2 separate regions of the Xenopus laevis genome follow, and region 1 is linked to region 2. A link is a contact called in public Hi-C data. All regions are on one chromosome and are shown on one strand. Each heading gives the region's core, a stretch centred on a gene start, on an enhancer-like site or on the middle of the called end of the contact. The rest is flanking DNA. Distances are from core to core; before and after follow the strand shown.

Region 1 (2,700 bases), core at 173-2,672, 110 kb before region 2:
AAATCATATCTGGTTTTTATTGTAACCTAATAACCATCTAATATAGGAAAACATGTTGGCGCGCATGCACTGCCTATGTGGCAACACCCTGTTATCTGTGACTCTAACTAAAATATTCCAGAAGGTGATGTAATCCACAACATTTTAGTTCATCTGCCATGTCTAAAGGTGGACATACACGGGCAGATAAAGCTGCACATATCCGTCCTTTAGACCAATTCGGCAATTTATCTGCCCGTGTATGGGGGCTTCCAACAGGTCTTCCTGATCGATATCTGGCCACGTTATCGATTGAGTTGGTTTAATTTTTCCGCCGACCGACCCGTCGGAGCCCATTGCTCCTCCTTCTTGTGCAAAAATGTAGTTAAAGTTTATCAAAATACTGTATAAAAGCTTTTAACTAATGCAAACAAATACAAGAAGATCCATTTCACACTTTAGAGCAGGTACACCAGGGATATGGGAATTTTGTTTTTTAAAACACATCAGTTAATAGTGCTGCCACTGAAATCAGGTTCTCAAAAGAGCAAACAGGTTTTTTAATATTTAGTTTTGAAATCTGACATGGGGCTAGACATATTGTCAGTTTCCCAGCTGCCCCCAGTCATGACTTGTGCTCTAATAAACTTCAGTCACGCTTTACTGCTGTACTGCAAGTTGGAGTGATATCCCCCCCCCCAGCAGCCTAACACCAGAACAATGGGAAGGTAACCAGATAACAGCTCCATAACTCAAGATAACAGCTGTCTTGTAGATCTAAGAACAGCACTCAATAGTAAAATCCAGGTCCCACTGTGACACGTTCAGTTACATTGAGTAGGAGAAACAACAGCCTGCCAGAAAGCAGTTCCATCCTAAAGAGCTGGCTCTTTCTTAAAGCACAAGACCTGACCTGAGATGGCACACCGATATTACAACTTAAAAAAAAAATACACTTGCTGGTTCAGGAATGGCATTTTATATGGTAGAGTGAATTATTTGCAGTGTAAACAGTGTAATTTAGTAATAAAAACAACATCATAAAAATCATGACAGAATCCCTTTAAAAAAATATAACTTTGAAATATATTTATTTAAATGTTTCAGCTTGACATTGCAAGGCAGGCTGAAAAATTGGCAATTTTATATGATAGAAATGCTACACTCTTTAGTACCATAATCATGGATTCTCACTGGGCACATCACTAACAGGGGCACAAACTACCATAGTTATTAAAGTGCTGTTTAACAGACATTGCAGAATGGGTTCATATTCAAGTACCGGCTGGTTTAAATCCTAACCAGCTACCCTGGCTAAAGTGTACATGCTACAGCTGTGAGAGTGGTCATAGCACAAAGAGAGTTCTTTAGAAACTGGAGGCATTTTATTGATGTGTGGTGTTTACTTGATCTCTTTTAGCGAGGAGCTATCCCTGCATTCAATGCCTGCTCTTCACTTTCCTGTCCTGTAGGGGGGGAGCCAAGAGTTCTCACTGCTGCTCCTAAATGACTTGCTCTGGGAGTGTGTTCACTTTGGCTGTTCCTGCTGCAGCAGCCTCTTCCTATGCCCTCTACTCTTCTGCTTACTGATACTGGTAGAGAGGTTCAAAAACAAAAATATATAAAGGCAAATTATATAAAGTTAATTATATTGGAACCAATCAGGTTATTATTTTATTTGCAGACAACACCTGGGTCATTTCAGCTAATTAACCTAATTAATTTATGTTTTTAGAACGTGCAAGGAAACTACAGCACTCAGAGGAAACCCATGTAGAGGGGTAGAACGTCCAAATGGGGACTCCAGCAGTGCAAGGCAGAAGAGCTAACTGCTTAGCCACTGTGATAGCCACTGTAATGCCCACTGGACCATAAACCAACCTAGAGGTGTTTTTTACATTCTATATTAAATGATTATTTATACAGAGAACATTTAATTTTCACCCTCCCTGCTCCAGTCTAAACCAGTCTAATTCCCTTACCATGTACACTAGGGCCAGTTTCATCAGGAGCTTCCTGTATGTATTTGAACTGTAGAACATAACCAGAATAGCCAAAGGAAATCTGTGCAAACACAGCTAGAACATTATCCCCTATTTGTAATATAAGGCTGTAAGTTTGCCCAGGAGCACTAACCCATGGCAACCAATAAGATGCTTGCATTTAAACAGATGACTAGCGAATTCTACCTGCTGATTGGTTGCTATGCTCCTAGGCAAAATTTGTGCCTTTTATGACATAACCACATATAACTCCATGCAGACAGTGCCATTGATCCTACAACAACTGGACTTGGCCATGGCTTCAGCTAACTAAAATAGCATGTTGGGTTAATGGCTCATGTCTAAAGGAGAAGGAAAGCAGTTTAAAGCAGTTTATTGCCAATAGATCAGCCACAATAGTACAAGCTATATCACTATATTTATTCTGTAGAATGCTTTACCCTACCTGAGTAAACAGTTCTAGAAGCTCTCTGTTTGTTTAGGATAGCAGCTGCCATATTAGCTTGCTGTGACATCACTTCCTGGGTGGTTCACCTTTAAGTTAACCTTTAATATGGGATAGAATGGCTTAATCTAAACAAAGTTTCAATTGGCCTTCATTTTTTTGTGAATTATTTACCTTCTTCTGCTGACGCTTTTTCAGCTTTCAAATGGGGGTCACTGACCCCATCTAAAAAAACAAATGTTCTAGAAATATGTCGTTATCGCTACTTTTTAT
Region 2 (2,700 bases), core at 131-2,630:
ATATGAACAAGTATTATTCTCTTATGACAGTTCTCATGGAATTGTTCATATTGAATTTTGTAAACCCACGTACCTGAAACATTGTGCTGGGTGAACATTAAATACAATTTGAAAATATTCTTTTGCTGCAGCTACACGGGAGAGCATTTTTTTAATTTGCAACAGAGCAGTACCATAGAGGAAAAAATGTGCCAAACAATTCATCCAAACTAAGATATCATTAATCCTTATTGGAAGCAAAACCAGCCTATTGGGTTTATTTAATGTTTACATGATTTTCTAGTAGACCTAGGGAGCTATTTACTAAATTCTGAATGCAAAAATCCCGAAAAAATTTTCTTTATAAAATCACAAATTTTTCAGAATTAATTAAACCTCGAGGATCGAAAAGTCCAAATTGGAAAATCTGGCATCTCAGACCTGTCGAGGTTGCATATAAATCAATGGGAGAAGTCTCAAAGATTTTGTGATGTTTGCTGGGTTTGTGCAATACCCAGAAGTTTTTGGAGGTTTCAGAGCAAAAAGGATGAGCAAAAAAAGGATAAGAAATCTTAAAAAAAGTTTTCGGGTGAAAATCATTCGGGGAATATATAAAGACATCTCCAGCTTGAACTATCTTGAACTACAGTTTAGAAGCTCAACGCCTGAGTTCCAGGATGCCATCCTGCTGCTAGAGGGTTGTAATTTATAAATTCCTGATTCCTGAGACAAGACTCCAGTCCTCCTTCATTGTCTGTTTTTAGACCTAATTGTGGTAACTGAAAGGGAGGATGAAGATCAAAGACATATTTACATCAGGCTCATAACCTATAACATACTTATATAGGTTATATAAAAAAACGAGAATGCCTTCTGAGCTGAAGATATACATTGCTAGTTAAGTAATCAAACAAAATGTATTACTTTTTACTGTATTACTGTATTATTAGATTTTTCAGGATTGTCTGTTTTTTTTAGGTTATCAGTCTACAGGAAAATGATGCAAACATAAGAGACAATTGTGACTGAATCAGATGTATTGCTCTTAAATAATTTAGGCAATGTCACTTCCAATGCTCAGCATAAAAATGAAGTCACAAATTCTTTAGGCACTTGGGGACGGTAGCTCCAGCGATCCTCTGCATCAGTAGGCTCACTTGTGCACAATTTTCATAACAAATGAATGATGTCTATAGTCTGCAAAATCACTTTTTCAATAGCTGGCCCATAGTAAAGCCACCAGGGATAACAGTAAACAACAGTTGTGTTGTAGTTCTTAGGACAGAAGCTCATTTACAAAGGGAGAACAATGTGTAAAGCTGTCCCACAGCCACAGCTGCTGTTCTTTTGTGGACCAGTAACTTTTACAGGCCAGTTTTAGTCCTATGGCACATGTAGCATTTTGACTGAGGCAGCCCTCAGGGAGAAACCAACAATGGTTAAAACACCCTATACTTGTTACTGCCACATCTGCTTTATGTAGAGCATTTCCCATACAACTTTGTGAGAAGTAGGGACAGGTGGATAGAACCCAGCCTGAGTCGAACAAGTTATTCCATAACACGAAGCACCATCTTTTAAAGTTATGAAATGTAAACATAATAAAACCCATATGACTATGCTTAGTTAACATCAAGTACAAGGCTCTGTCTTATTATTGTACAGAAAAATAAAATCGAAGAAAAATGAAGAAATATTGGTTGATTGATTCCTGTATCCCAAAGCCATCTGAATAATGGGTTCCTGGATTTAACAAAAAATCACACCTTCTTTGTAAAACAATAGATGCTTGAATTGCAATTAGATGTATACATATTATGTTATAATAATATCTGTTACATATTACAAATATGTGCGTACCCCCTCACATTTTACATTTCTTCAACATAATAAAAAAAGAAATGTATGAAAGAAATGTTCTTCTATAGTAAAACCCCAGTGCTACAGAGATTGAGTCCAGATTCAAACCAATCTGTCATTTAAAGGGCTGAACAGGGAAACATCTCTTTTTTGTTTTGTGCGCTTCCAGTGCATGGGCTAGCACCTTCTGAGTGACTGATAATTGTTCTAGTCATACAGGTTGCTGTTGCTGCTGCTGCTCGGCTCCCACCATCTGTGAGGTCAGAGGCCAGAGGTAAGCACTTACTGACAACATGCAGAACAAACAAGGCAAGGGGAGCAGGAAGTGAATGTTTCAAGGGTCAGAGGTGTTAATAACAACCTCAGGAAGGGCAGGCAGATGGATAAATAATAATAAGTGAAAGTTGGCGTAGAGTGTGCAGGACAGAAAGGGGCTTTGTCTAAAGCACTGGAAGTTCCGATGTCTGTTACCTCCTTATGTCATGGTTTTTGTATACAGCTCCCAGTTGTCCAAGCTGGGGGGGGGATCAATTGGCATTGCTGTGGCTTTCATTTGGCCGCAAGATCATATCTTGTAAATAAGCTTCTGTGATATACGGTTTGCCCAATCTGTTTTTTCAAATCATATATCTATATATATCTATATATCTATATATATCTATATATATATATATATCTATATATATATATATATCTATATATATATATATATATATATCTATATATATATATATATATATATATATATATATATATATATATATATACAAACGCACGCACTCTGATCCAGTCTTGAGGTTACTGTGGGTGCAGGGTCAAAGCTTTAGCATACAGTAATTGTTTCCAATGTTTCGTGAAAAA

Evidence for each region. Hi-C and Micro-C count contacts between places; a contact is called where the count stands out from the background.
Region 1: a Hi-C map of the XL177 cell line shows a contact between it and region 2, with 3 times the contacts expected there. The contact joins two enhancer-like sites. A contact is called at or near these places in 3 of 4 Hi-C or Micro-C datasets (the XL177 cell line, the XTC cell line and animal cap).

The regions. Positions count from the first base shown.
Region 1 is chr3L:53,808,558-53,811,257 of Xenopus_laevis_v10.1, reverse strand. No RefSeq gene overlaps it. Among protein-coding and RNA genes, the nearest start is that of LOC108710980, 21 kb to the left of the region's middle. Within about 2 kb of position 1,422, at least 1 of the 7 cell types and tissues checked has an H3K27ac peak or open chromatin away from gene starts, as enhancers often do.
Region 2 is chr3L:53,698,336-53,701,035 of Xenopus_laevis_v10.1, reverse strand. No RefSeq gene overlaps it. Among protein-coding and RNA genes, the nearest start is that of nsd1.L, 24 kb to the right of the region's middle. Within about 2 kb of position 1,380, at least 1 of the 7 cell types and tissues checked has an H3K27ac peak or open chromatin away from gene starts, as enhancers often do.